Regions from separate parts of the Oryctolagus cuniculus genome. Here region 2 is linked to region 1. The links are chromatin contacts, called in public Hi-C maps. All regions are on one chromosome and are shown on one strand. Each heading gives the region's core, a stretch centred on a gene start, on an enhancer-like site or on the middle of the called end of the contact. The rest is flanking DNA. Distances are from core to core; before and after follow the strand shown.

What was found. Hi-C and Micro-C count contacts between places; a contact is called where the count stands out from the background.
Region 2: a Hi-C map of skin fibroblasts shows a contact between it and region 1, with 6 times the contacts expected there. The contact joins two enhancer-like sites. A contact is called at or near these places in 2 of 6 Hi-C or Micro-C datasets (psoas muscle and skin fibroblasts).

The regions. Positions count from the first base shown.
Region 1 is chr4:7,977,321-7,984,431 of mOryCun1.1, forward strand. All of the region lies in intron 5 of HLCS (holocarboxylase synthetase), which reads left to right. Among named protein-coding and RNA genes, the nearest start is that of HLCS, 53 kb to the left of the region's middle. Within about 2 kb of position 1,736, at least 1 of the 8 cell types and tissues checked has an H3K27ac peak or open chromatin away from gene starts, as enhancers often do.
Region 2 is chr4:8,129,608-8,136,770 of mOryCun1.1, forward strand. HLCS (holocarboxylase synthetase) reads left to right here. Exons shown (of 11, transcript XM_051833635.2): 7 at 5,274-5,341; 8 at 6,931-7,091. Among named protein-coding and RNA genes, the nearest start is that of SIM2, 61 kb to the right of the region's middle. Within about 2 kb of position 5,779, at least 2 of the 8 cell types and tissues checked have an H3K27ac peak or open chromatin away from gene starts, as enhancers often do.

The DNA of each region.
Region 1 (7,111 bases), core at 486-2,985:
GAGGGAACTATAGGCAAGGGCAGTAAACCATAATCCAATGAAAAGATGCCCATTTCACTCACATACAGTCAATTCAAAAATAATCATAGATAATGAAAACTATACTAGTATGGCTCTGTGTAGTAACTACCCCAAATATGAGAAAACATGTTTTTCTTTTTGGTCCGGCTTAGAATTATACATATTCATTTCCTTTCCCCAAATGACCACAATGACCGGAGCTGGGCAGATCCGAAGCCAGGAGCTTCTTCTAGGTTTCCCACGTGGGTGCAGGGGCCCAAGCACTTGGCCAAGCCATCTTCTGCTGGTTTCCCGGACCATCAGCAGGGAGCGAGATCAGAAGCAGAGCAGCTGGGACTCGAACTGGTGCCCATTTGGGATGCTGGCATCACAGGCAGTGGCTTTGCCTGCTGCACCACAGCGCTCACCCCCCACCCCCCATCCATTTCTTATTGTTTATTGCTCTACTTAGAAAACCCGAATCCGTGGTGGAAGGAAATGTCAGAATTCAAGGTCTCAGGTTCTCCTGAGGTTCAGGTTCCCGGAGGGTTTCCGTGCACACGGCTTTGAAGATAGGCGCTTGCTGACTGTGGTGGTCTTAGCCTCTGTGCCGCTGCCTCTTGGCTTCCGGCTTCCTGGGCTGTGCTCCACGGCGGGGGAGCTGCGACCTCGCACCAGCAGGTGTCGCTGCTGAGCTAGGCTGCCTGGTGCACCAGCCCCTAGAACTCTGAAGTGATTCAGAGTTTGCATTTGTTTCTTTCTATATCAATTTCGCGTAGTGTGCTTTGGTAGTTTCCCATTATATTGGTGACACTTTCTTTGGGGGCCTGTAGAAATTATTTCAATGTCACAGTCAATAACACTCGTCTTTCACTCGACATTCGCGGTGTACTGGGTCTTGTTACGGTATGGGATATGAAAGAACAAAATAAATACACCAGTTATCTAAATAGTTTCACTGCAGACCAGCTGTGTTTATGCACTTGGGTGCCTTGACACTTGCGCTTTATGGGGAACGGCACAGAAGATTTATGAAGCTCCCGTGTGCGTCTCTGTTACAAGGGAGGATTGGGGAACGGCGTGGCCCGCCCAGTAGGGAACAACAGCCCCCAGGGACCACGGGTCCTCAGCATTTGCCCGAGGCCACCTTCAGCGACACCCAGACACCACGGTAGCATGTAATCCCCACACGAAAACCCAGTCGTGGGTGACTCCGGGCGTGTCCCCAGGCACAGCAACAGGAGGAAGCAAAGCTTTGCTGGGTGCAGGCCCGGTGGCCAAGCTGGGCTCTCCAGCCTCGGTCTCCACGTGCAGCCTAACCTCAGGGCCAGGACGGACACAGAGGGCTCCACACGGCCGTCACACGCTGACCTGCAGAGCACATGCCCCACACGCACATACATGCACACATGCGTGAGTCCTGTGTGGAGGGCGCATGTCAGGCGGTGGGCTTTTAGATGATTTTAATAGAGATCTTGGGAAACCTTTTGTGTATTGGACCTGTTTTCTGTGATGAGCATATTAGTTATATAATGAGCCAGGCCAGTTATTAAAAACCGAAAGATTACACTAGGCCATTGGGTTTTTGAAGGTGGCTAAAACTTGAAGGTTACAAGAGTGGAATGTCGTTTTTGACCTCTACATTTAAGAGGTTTCGCTTTGCGGGTCAGCCGCTTTGACTGGCTCAGTGGCGTGTGACAGCTGGGACCATCAGGTGTGAGTGTGAGCTGACCGCCCCCTCCCCTTGGGGCTTCCTCTCTGCCGGTGTCGGGGGTGGGGGTGGGGCTGGTGGACTGCGTGGTTGACCGCAAGCTGTCATGGAGCAGGATTGCTCAGAGGCCGCCTGGTCCAGCTCCCACTGTTGGTGGTGACAGGAAGTTAGCAGGAGCACACCATCCTGGGTGGGAGAGCTCCGGGGTATTGGTGGGAGACACTGATTTTTATGGAAAACAAAACAAAACAAAACAAAAACAAAAACCACAGTCGTTTCTCTTGAAGAACTCAGGAAAAAATACTTGATATTTCGTAGCAAATGTTCATGGGTTTTATTTTCTGTAAGGGTTAGTTTTGTGGAAGGAACACAGTTTTTTCCTGGTGAAGACTTTCTTGCCTCTGGGGCGCTGGCTTCCATTTCCGTTTTTACCTCTGCCAGACACGTGGCGAAGGGAAGAGGGCAGGAGAAGTTCTCTTGGAGAGGGGCCGCAGGATTCTGGGACCCCACACCTGTGAGTGGGGATAGAGCCAGCTCCCCCGACGCCCACCCCCAGAGCCTCCTGCCAGAGCCAGAACAGGGTGGGAGGTCCCCCACCTCAGGAAGGCAGGTGACTGTCACGTGGCAGCCCCTTCAGCCGGGGGGTTTCCCACCCTGGATCTGGGGAGCACCATCTTTTTTTCCCAAACGAAGAAGCCTGGGATCCTTCTGGGCGCGGGGTAGGCGGCCTGAGAAGTAGCAGCGGCGGCCTTTTGGCAGGAGCCCTGCGAGAGGGTGTCTGGTTACTCTCCCCGCGGGGTCAGGATGTGTGAGCGTAACAAGAAGTGACAACCGAGTTTGTTATTAAAGTAAGGGGGCAAAATCACCACGGGGCGTGTGTGCGCGGTGTTGGTAGCGTGGGAGTTTGGGGATGAATAATATATACTTAAAAACGAGTTTTCACTTTTCAGTTTGATTCCGCCTAAAATTATTTACTGTGAAACCTTTTTATTCCTCACTCCCTCAAAAACGATATCGCTGGTGAGAATCGCTTTGGTGTTTGTAAACGGGTGGAAGAAGCTCCAGGCTTAGCCTCTACTACTCAGGGAATTACTTTTTTACACGTTGACTTTTTATTGTCTGTATCTAGGGTGTGCACCCTGCCGTTCTGATGTATGCACCAGTGACATCGATTGCTTTATGAAGAAACATGGACTAAGTCAGTCCACATGGCTCATACTCCTCCTCCTCTCACCCACCCCTGCACTGAGCGGACATCTGAGTGCCTACTAGGCACAAGGCCTCGCTGCAATGCCTTCTGGGAAGCAAGAGATAATTTCCCACAGTTGTGGCGTGCCCTAGACTCAGCGGAGCCCCTTATGTGAGTCGGGGTCTCACGGTGGCCCCGACCCTGTGGCCTGGGGCCTGGCAAGCTCGCTCCTTACCGCTGGGAATAGGACAGTGGGCTGTACAACATGTCGTGATTTTTCTAACAAGTTCTCATTAGAATTCTGCACTGTAAAAGAAGTCTTTGCTTGCCTTTTTTTTCCCCCAGCAAGGTATTTGACACGGACTCCTCCCCTTCTCGCACCTTTAATCCTTGCTTTGAATCTTGAATGTACAGCGAGAAAGACACTTCTAGCGTTATTGTAAAACGCCGTTAAAAGAATACTTTCTGGAGATGGGAGCGTCAGAGTTCCAGGTGCACGCTGAGTAGCGTTTGACACGCGGCTGCGGAGGTCTGGTGGCTGCGTTTTACGGGACGGGGCCGGCCGAGAGCAGCTGGCAGATTAAAGCACACATTTAAAAGCTTTTACAGCTATGCATGTTTTAAAGGGTCTTTCATATACGTACCTCTCTCTCTCCTTTCTTTCTCCCCTTCACCTACACTGGAAATGTTTTGTTCATTCTGACTGATTTCCTGTTATCAAACGTAATACCCACAGCAAAAGGTGACATGAGGAGTCTTGACGTGGAAATGCGAGAGAAATAATAGCCGGGTGTTTTCCTTAGCTCCCTTTTAGAAATTAGTGCTTTCGGGAGGAGGTGGCTTTTCAGCTGCCGTGTGCCCTGTCTTGCTATTGGAGTCTTGTTTCTAGCAGTTTCTGTGGGGGGTCGATCTTTCAGGGTTGAAGTCAAGGCAGAGACCGGGAAAATGCTGGCGGGAGTCGGGGACCCACACAACTCCGCCTGGCTTTTCCCTTTTCACGGGTTTTGCTGTGACCTGTGATTTCTGTGGGCTGCGGCGTTGGCTGCCTGGCCCCGGGATGGGGTGACCAGGGCTGGCAGCCGGACGGAGCATCCTCCGTGGGGTGGCACCCAGTCCAGGAGGAGTGCTTGTATTTCCCAGACTATTTATATCTACCGTTTATGCAGTCACAAATTTGTGGATGGGAAACAGGCTCTTTTGGAATAAAAAGCCCTGCAAGACCAAATGCTTTCCGTCTTCGGCACCAGCCCCTAATCGCTGCCATGTGTGAGGGTGTGGATCATGGCGCTGCCTCCCGGGGAGGGCGGTCGAAGCCGGCTCTGGAAGCCTTGGAACATTCTTAAGAGCAGACTTTTGTCTCCCAAGTCCAAAAAAATACATCCCAGGGAGCGAGCGGCGCGAGTAGCGGGTTGCTTGAGGGCATGATCAAAGGGCTCCCCGTGATGAGGTGCAGAACAGGGGCCGGGGACCCCAGGGGGCCTGGTGGTGGGCGCCCACTGTGGGGGAAAGCCGTGTAAGCGTCCTTCTCCCTGCCGACACTGACGGAGCTAGCGGGTCGGGGTCTGCCTCAGTTCTGGGCTGGCTGTGTGTTGGAGCCGGGAGCACGTTTCGCACCATTCTTGCCGGTAACGTGACAGTGCCGCCCTGAGAAGCGAGCTGCCCCTTAGAAATCCGTTTGCAACGACTCGGAGGCTTCAGCCCTGATGGCAATCCTCCGTGTCCCTGCCCTGAGCTGGGAGGATCGGGGCAACTTGGGGTGCTGGGGGCTGCCGTTGCTGCGTCTGGGATTGGCAGGGGGACAGGGTCCTTGCCAGGCAGTGGCCTCCGTGGAAAAGCAGCTGGGGTCTGTCTGTCCGTGCATCACAGACAGGAAGAGGAGGCTCCCTTCTGCTGAGCGTTCTCTGCTTCCTTGGTTTTGCCGTTGTTTCAGCCCGCAGCTGCCTATGCGTCGCTTCGCCCTCGCTTTCCAGCCCCCGCCTGTTTCTGGTACAGTCTGTAGAATCCTTCTGCTTGTCCTGTGGGTGTTCTTGTTTTTCTTTCTTGAAATGTTTTCAGGCTCTCGTTTTAAAATATAATCTATTTTAGAAATATCGGAGTCGTCATTCCACAGTGTATATGTACATCAAAACATCGTGTTGTACACCTTGAATACACAGGGCCTTCTAGAAGTTCGTGGGGAATGCGTATTAGGAAGAAATGTGCACAGGCTTCCAAATACTTTTGCACCTAAATAAAATTACCTTTAGCTCCATTTTCACCAACTTTTTGAAATCCTCTCACATACACGATTTCTATTTGTCAATTAAATTTTTAAAGTAAAGAAATGCTGGTAGAAAAGCTTGTAATTTTGGTTCCTGTCGGTCATTGGAGATAAACATAAAAAAAGCTAGAGCCTAAACCTGATTCATCAACTGAGAAGCCTGTCTACAAGTGAAACCATTCAAAACAGGGTCATTAACAGTATTTGTTTTAATTGATAATTTTTTAGTTGGTAGATGTGTTTTTTTTTCTATTTGAATCCTGTGAATACACACACGTTTAGTTATATGTGAAGGTCGATGAAGAACTTCAAAAAGGTTGTGGAATATGGAATTAAAAGATAAGTTTGGGTGCAGAAATTTTTGAAAGCCATACATAAGAGGGGTCTTCAGAAAACTCGTGGGACGTGTACTCACTGTGCCTGCAGTCGGAACTTTTTTGACCTAAATAAACTTACCTATTTGTTCAATTTTCCCACGAACTTTCTGGAGTACCCTGGTGTGTGTACACATGTTTATTTATTTAAATTCATATGTCTGCTTTAAAGACAAATTGGAGAACACAGGGGATTGCTAAGCTAGGACCTTTTTCCCATTTAGCCTAGAATTTGAGAGAAGATCTAGGTTAGAGTATCCGGGAACTTTTGAAAAAGGAGCACTTTCACTTTGTGTGCGTTTCTCTTGAATGTCCGAGTGTGGGCGAGGGGAAGGGGCGAGGGGTGTGGGCGAGGGGAAGGGGCGAGGGGAAGGGGCGAGGGGAAGGGTGGCCCGTGCACCTCCGAGATTGAAATTCAGATTCTAAACACGAGCCAAGGAAGGGCCCATGTGGCCATCACGGGCAGCAAGACTGCTGGTTCTGGAGTCCTCGCGTCTCGGCCGGTGCCACGGGTCTTTCCTGGGCGCTACACTGTAAAACCAGCTTACCTCCTGCGTGCAGAGTAAAAGTTAGGAAAATTAAATATGAATATTCTTCTGAGAAAACTTGTAAAGATTTGCTTTCTGTTGCCCTAGGCAGGCATTTGGCAAGCTCTTTTCTTCTCTTTGGACAAAAATGAATCCTGCATAGAGCAGCTGTTGGGAGAAATTGAGTGATAACACCACTAATCTCAGTAAATAAGTAAATATATCTCATGAAAGCAGTGCCATATAGTGATCTCATAAATTAAAAAAAATGACAGTTAATATTTTTGGGAAAGGTCAAAGCACATCTGAGCTCTCTGCACAGAATGGCTTGGGTTGTTACCGTCCACAGGCAGCCTTGACACGTACTTGGATTTCGGTTTTTCTGCAGCTTTTCAGTACATGAAGTGCTTTCTAGGTCAGAGGTCTGTGATCCCGAGGATCCTCCCCTTGTAGATTTTCCTGTCGTGCTGTAGGGGGGGGGGTGGTTCAGATGGGCCAGATGAAGACGGTTTGTTCAGAGACTGTCCCCAGCTTCCTGTGACCAAGCCCATCTCACTCTTGTCCAGAGGAAGGGTGGACAGGATGGCCTTTCTCACCCCTTCCAGGATCCGCCGGATGTGTGCTGCTCCTAGCAAAGGACTTGGACTAGGAAAACGGGTGAAACTCTTCAAATGCACTCTTTTCTAAGAATTAGTGATTATGACCATTGTCATCTTTATACTGGAGCAGGTTGAAATCATCCTCAGATACGTACTCACAGCTGCTTTAAGCACCATGAAAGAGAGGTTTACTTTCTGTTCTGTTGTATTTCTTTCAGGCTCATTCTCAATTGCACTAGTAATGTAGGAATTTTCAGTGCAGTATATACCAGCCTCAAATACACAAAGTCGCATTTTCAGTCTCTATGCTGAATTGTCTGTTTTAGAACCTCGGTCCCCGTTGTTTACGGCTGTTGGGTTTCTTACTTGCTCACTCACCTAGGTTCGCAGGCGCCATAACACAGTCCGACCGCAGGATCCCGTGGACAGCATGGTTTCTGCATCACGTCAC
Region 2 (7,163 bases), core at 4,529-7,028, 160 kb after region 1:
CGGGTTATTTTTTGTTTTGTTTTTAACTCTCTGACCTACTGTGTGTAGGCAGCAGAGGTTAGGATGTGGTTAGAGAGGGGAGGTGTTGTCTGGAATTTCTGGACAGTCCTGTAACACACCATTACTCACTGTTCTTCTTCCCCACTCCCCGACACTCTCTTTATCCCCAAGAGCAGGTAATGGAGGCCCTTCGGGTCTGCGGGCAGTGGGAGGTTCTAAGGGCCATGTGACAAAGGCTGCTGTGTGCATCCTTTGTATTTCGTGTCTACCCAAACAGTGTTCCATTTTACAAAGGGCTGAAGAGACTGGGAGAGATGGAGCCCCTTGCTCCATGCCGGTTCCCATCAGCCCTAGGGTCTGGTTCCTTGTCTGTCTGGGTCTCCACTCGGCCATGCTATTCCTAAGCTTCCTTGGGAACCTTACTCTGGCTACCCGGAATCCTAGCCCCAGGGAGCTGCCTCAGGACCACCGTTTTCCTGGCCACCAGGTCAGAGTCGTTGGCCAGAGGCCAGCCCTGACCTGCCCCAGACCACACCCCGATGCGTGCCTCGCTGCAGATCACATGGTGGTGTTGAGCAGAAAACACTGTCCATCTTCCTTCCAAGCTCCTGCCAAGAGGCACTTGTGAAAAAACAGAGGATCTTGATAGTTTAGCTTAAAAAAAAAAAAAAGTGCTACCCACAGACGATGGCTTGTTTTTATAATGGAATACATTTTAAAAAATAGTTTTGAAGTGAAATTTGGTACTCTTGCATTTGAACTGCACGGCAGTGTGTTAAGGCTGTAAACGCTCCCAGTGTGTGTGTGTGTGTGTGTGTGTGTGTGTGTGTTTAAGCCAGAAGCAAGCAGCGAGGCTTCCCTGTGCCTCCGCCCACACCCCTCTTTTCCCTCGTCCTCTAACCCTTGGATTTGGTTTCTTCTGCACATATGGAAAACCTGGGGAAGGCCTGAGAATGTGTGTCTTCTCTGAGAGCCGAGAGAGGGGATCAGAACCAGGCAGGGAAAGTGGGGGGCAGCCCCAGGCCGCACTCCTGAGCTGGGAAAAAGCCACAGCTTGATGAAGCCCCCAGCGCCCCAGGCTGGGGACATCAAGGCCGCCAAGCCCAGCCTGGTGCCTGACTCTGGTTCTGGCAACCCTTGGAGCCCGATGCCCAGTGGGGGTAGGGGGTCGGGAGGCGCGGCTGTGGGGTGGGAAGTCCTTCCAGTGAAAGGCTTCATGTCTCTTTGGGAGAGGGAGTCCTGGCTAAATGTACACCGAGGTTTCCAGAGGTGATGTGCGCCAGCCCGTGCGGCTGTGGTGTGTCCTGTGGGAGATCAGATCAGGGTGGGCTGGGCAGGAGTGTGCCTGGGACACCCTCACACAGGTGGCCGCCCCCCATGCGATGTCGCTGGGAAGGAAGGGGTCGCTTACAAGAGCGGTTTGCATCTCCTGTCTCCTGACTGTAGTGAGTGAATGCCTCCAACTGTAGAAATACTGGCGATTACAGAAGCGCATAGAAAGGCAAATGAAAATCTCTTGAAATCTTCCTGCACAGAGATCGCATAGAACAACTTCAAGAAGAAATTAAAATGAACACATATCTCCCTCCTCCTTCTGCTATATAACACATTTTACCTAAAGGGTACACTGGTGTTGAGCCTTCCTCTTTTTTCTTTTTTGGGGCTTATCCATATATGAGGCTACTTCAAAACATTCTTAGAAAATGGAATTAACCGATTACTTTATCTTAGTGCAGAAGTGTTTTGAAGTCCATGCAGTCTTTGTCTTAAGACACATTTCCATAAATTTGTAGAAGCTCCCTCATAGTAAGACCGTCCCTAACTATACATGTATAACATTCATTTTAATAGCTCCAAGGATAAAAATTTTCTAATCACTAGAAAACACAATTGTGTACTTTTTAAAAGGAGAAAAATTCTAGGAGGATGTCTGCTTTTAATGAAAAGTGAGTCTTACTTGATGACTTATTTTCTACTTCGCATTTTTCTGTTTCTCAAAAATACTTGCACTCTCAGACATATGCCAATACTTTGGCATATTTCCTAACAGCTGCTAAAAGCTGATTAGTCGATTTGAAAGCACCACCAGAATCCGGCTGGATGTGGGGCTTTACATCCCGATTAAACCGCCTGATAGTTGCCGACGGGCGCTGGCCCCCGTGGCGCGCGGATGGCGGGGTGGCTCTGTTCCACGTGAAGAGCCTGTGATTTTTTCCCACTCCTCCTTCGTGGGCAATAATAGTTCGATTATTTCTGGTTTTCCACAATGTATCAGTAACGCTGTAGCGAATGGCTGTGTGCCAGAAGAATTTTATTTCCCTGTCTGCATACTCCTGAGGATTCAAGTCTAGAAGTACAGGCACTGGGTCAGAAAGTGCAGAGTTTCTAAGTCTCTCATTGCACGAACAGAATGGTTTGAAGAATTTCTGCGCATTAATTACTATCCTTTAGGCTCTTGCTCGTCAGGTATTATACAGTGGGTGCTGCCGGCCATTGTCTTATTTTTAAAAGAGAAATATTTGTGAATACTACTTCTAAAGGTAAAGTGCATGCTTTTAACCCCCCGAAAAGTTTAAAAGTCACTTTTAAATTAAAAGGTAACCAATCATATGAAAGAAAAATTTAAACACAAGAAAAAGAATCATCCTAATGTAGCTACAGTTAACATTTTGTCAAATCGCACTCCCTCCTTTTTCTGTGAGTTTTACATAGTGGGAATGAAAGTTTCCGTGGAGTTTATGTTCTTCTTTTTTATTGAGCATTGTGTGCAAGCATCTTTTTGCGTGTTGCGTATCTTCATGCCTGTCGACTGTAATGACCACAAATCACTGCCTGACTTCATGTTCCACACCGTGTTTAACCGTTCCCCTGTTGAGAGGTGAGGCTGTTTCCAGATTCTCACTTCCACGACACCGTGATGGACGTGGACAGACCGGGTCGGACTTCACATTTTCGTTCATTCAGAAGTTCTACCCGTTCTTTCTAGCATGTATTCTGGGTGAGCCTGAGTTAGGGGAGCTTCCCTCCAGATCTCGTGGAAACCAAGCCCCCTGGGAGGCCGTGGCAGCAGCGGCACCGTGACCCTCCCTCGCTCGGACGTTCCAGGGTCACAACGCAGGGGTCCAGCCCGGACCTGGGAGCCTGTGTGTCCTCAGCCTGGGCCAGTGAGGAAAGGAAATGTACAGAGGCAGGGAGGTGAACCAGGGGTCGTTCTTTGCTCTGTGGCGTGAGCAGCCTTGCCGAGCCCCTGGAGGACGAGCCTGGTGGTTGCCTCCTACTAACGCAAGCGGGCGCAGCTTCGCTTGGTACTCAGAAACGCGAAATTCACAGAGTTCCTGAATGTGCCTTTGTGGTCGGGCTGAGCCCCCAGAGTTATCTCAGATGGCACGAATAAATCTGGCGGCCTCCAGTTGTCTCAAACTGAGCCGAGCCCCTTCCTCGCCCGGGCGTCTCCCGGCTCCCTCTGTGCAGAAATCCCCTCTCGGCCTTGGGCAGCGCAGACTCGCTCTGCTGATTAATATGCCCTGGGAGCTGCTGCCCTGAGCCGCCAGCAGTTTAGCGCACGTGTTCCGTTAATCATTTCTCTTTGTTCTCCGAGTCTGTGTTTGGTTTCCGAACCCACGCTTTTCCTGCGTCCCCCACCCCTCCCGCCATCGCCATCTCCATCCCTGGCTCCAGCCTTTGACTGTCTGCTGCCTCCATGTTTATTTAAAGAACATCCTAGATGGCCTGCAGTCTGCTCCCAGCGTGCGCCCCTTACAGCCCCCCGCCCCCGGCCTTTGGGGAGCAAGCACTCCTGGAAGACAATGTTAGCTCCCAGCGTGGACAAAGAATCCTTCTCAGGCCTTGCTGCCGGGCCGGCACAAGAAAGGGACGCTTTATTCTCGGGGCCCAGCGAAGCATGGGCACACCCCATCTCAATGAGTCATTCACAGTGTCCAAGAGAAATACGTCCTGGGCTGTATTTCATGCACGATGGAAGAGGGACTGGCACACGGACGGCTTGCCCGGAGTGCCCCATGCCTGCTGCAGCAGCCGGGGCTGGGGAGTGGGGAGACGACCGTCCCACCAGCACAGCCCTGCACGACCTTCTTCACCCATCAGGGACCCTCGGGGCTCTGCTTTCCTAACTGTGCCCCTCATGCAGGGGCAGACAGAGCTCCGTGAGCCTGCGGTGTGCAGGGGGCACTGTGTAGCTTGTCTCTGCTCTTCTGTTGCTGGGAGCTCCAGCTATTTATGAAGGTCCACCCGCTTCCTTGAGCGTGGAAGAGAGCCGGGTTGCTCCTTTAACGTCCCCCATGCTGTGGAACACTCCAAACCCTGTAGTGGAAGCTCTGGTGAATGCAAAATTCCAGGCCGTCCTCACCCCCCCACTCCGGCCCTGGCCCCGGCCCCTGCCACGCCCCTTCCAAAGGGGCCCTTCCAGCTGCACCGACAAGTGAGGGAACCTGACTCGGGCTCGGGCTGTGTTTAATCAGTGCTACCAGGCACTGCGTGTGCTCTATCCCCGATCAGGAACCGCCGGGACCCCGGAGGAAGCTGTCCCCGCACCGAGTTAAAATAGGTGCGGTGGAACTTGGAGACGGTTCCCAGTGAGGGTTTGGGGTGTTTTTCCCCGGTACAGAGAAGAAGTCTGTGGAGATGCAGCCCATCCGTACCTCTCCCCCGCAGGGAACTTTGTGTTCTTTTAAATGAAACCGTTTTAAAAGCAGACCCGCAGCCTGCAGTGATGCTGTCCGTAGTTCTCAGAAGGTGTGGATTTATTTACGAGAGTTAAGGCATAATTAGTTCTCAGGGGATAGTGTGTCTTTTAAACGGCTTTATTGCCACCATATTGGCTTTCTGAGTAATCAGAAACTTCTGTGGCGATTGGATTTTGGCCGTTTGAACAGAAACGCACCGTAAGTAGGAACAAATGTTGGCGATTGCTAGGTTGTCACTCGAAGAAGGGGGACCTTGATAAGATGTTCTGGGGAAATGTCAACGAACCCAGCCTTAGGTAAACGGGATAAAGCTCAGGCAGGTACACCTGCCACGCTCTCCTCCCCCGCCTTTTTGGTTCACCCTTTTGCAAGGATTCTCACCACAGGGGCGTCCCCCGGGAGAGGGACTGTCCCTCCTGGCCTTGCTTTTCTGCCCAGGGTTGGAGCGGGAAGCGGGCTCTTCCCTGGCCACAGCCCCGCAGGTGAACGCAGATGCCGGCCCCCTCCTGTCTGAGCGCCTGTGTCCTGTTCTGGCGGTTCTGGCTGACCGGTCTTTCCCCTCATTTGCAGGTTGATGTTTGAGATGCCACCGGAAATGGGTTTAATAGCCATCGCGGTCCGGCAAACCCAGGGCAAAGGTCAGTCATCGTTCGTGACGTTGCCGTTAACTCTTCTCTCCTGGAATCTGTGACGCTCGGGCGCAGCAGCTGGGGCTTGGACTCTGTTTCCATGACTTCCTGGGACGTAGGGAGAGGGCAGGAAACGGCGACTGGGCAGGTGCAGCCTGGGCACAGTGAAGGCTTTCTCTTGGAGGATGGTGCCTGTCAGTCACTTGACATTCGCCCGTGGTGGCTGGCACACCCGCTTCCCTACAACTTGGACGTTCTCCTCCCTCGCACACTGGCTCGTGGCTGTGTTCTCAGGGCATTTCCTTTCTGGAGGTTCCCCAGGAGGTGCCTCCCGGGCCTGTGCTGGCTGTCACAGGAGGAGCCTGTGGCTTGCCAGGCCCCACCCCCGCTGCACGTGCAGTGCCCATCCACAGACTGACCCGGAAGGAAAGCAGAGCACCGCTCAGGGTGTACACACCTGCAGGCGCTGGAGCTGAGAGCCCAGGTCCTCCCAACACCCACCTAGGGCCTGGCCTGGAGCAGTTCCTTCCCCGGTCTGTGCAGGGGCACCTGGTGGGACCCGGCGGATGGCTGGCCCCTGCCCCCAGCCGGCAGCACCAGGGCAACCCACGTGTACTTTTTAGCTCTTGGAGGCTCCTGTGGTTTTTCTCAAAGGAAGCAAAGAAATAAGGAATCTACTGTTTCCCAATTCTTTCCCTTGGATCTGTCTTTGGAACATAAGTCAAAGAGAAAAAAGAAATTCATTTTATCAAAAGCTATGGGACTCAGTACGGACTTCAATTAAGTGTACCTCTCATTTTGATTGTTTTATTTTCCTGAATTCTGCTTCAGGAAAAGGAACAACTTACCGAGTTAATATGAGGGATCTTTTTGAAAAACTCCTTTTCCATTTATTTATTTTCATTTTTAATTTGAAAGGCAGAGAAACAGAAACAAAGAGAAAGAGAGAGACCTTTCATGCGCTGGTTTACTTGCCAAATCCCGGCAACAGCTGGGGTTGGGCCAGGCCAAAGCCTGGAGCCAGGAACTCCATCCGGGTCTCCAATGTGGGTGGCAGGGGCCCAGGTACTTAGGCCATCCCCTGCTGCTTCCCAGGGTGCAGGAAGCCGGGATCTTTTTTTTTTTTTTTTTTTCCCTTTAAACAGTTTTACTGAAACGTAATCCATGTGCCAGACAATTTCTCCATTTAGGGTGTGCAGCTATGGTTTCTAATACATTTGCCAGGCTATGCCAGAGGGGGCACCTCTAAAATATAGTTCCCAGAACTTGGCGTGGGTCGGTATAGGTTCACTGTGGTTTCCCAGCCACTCTGTTGTCGCCTGCACGGCCCTGTGGCGAGTATGAAGCTTAGAGTGATACACACTGTGAGGCCGCGAATCATCGCAGCGTGAACGGTGGGCCACAGAGAGCGGACGTGGTGCTAATTATTGGAAACCTCCTCGGCCACAGACCCTCCAGTTTTGAGTCGCTTTTCTCCTCCTGAGTCAAGCCCAGTAGCCCCACAGTAACTGTAAGAAGTGCAGGCGGATTCCGGTGGGAGGGCTGTCCTGTGCACGCGGCCGAGGCCGTCCCTGTGACCAGCAGGGCCTGTGTTGCAGGGCGAGGACGCAATGCTTGGCTGAGCCCCGCGGGATGCGCCCTTTCCACGCTGCTGGTCTCCATCCCGCTGAGGTCCCCGCTGGGACAGAGGATCCCCTTCGTGCAGCATCTGATGTCGCTGGCCGTCGTGGAAGCGGTCAGGGCCATCCCCGAGTATCAGGTGAGTACCGCGGACAGTCACTGCCTCCTGGAAACGTGCAGGATCCGGCTCGTTTGTGTGTGGAGCCCATGT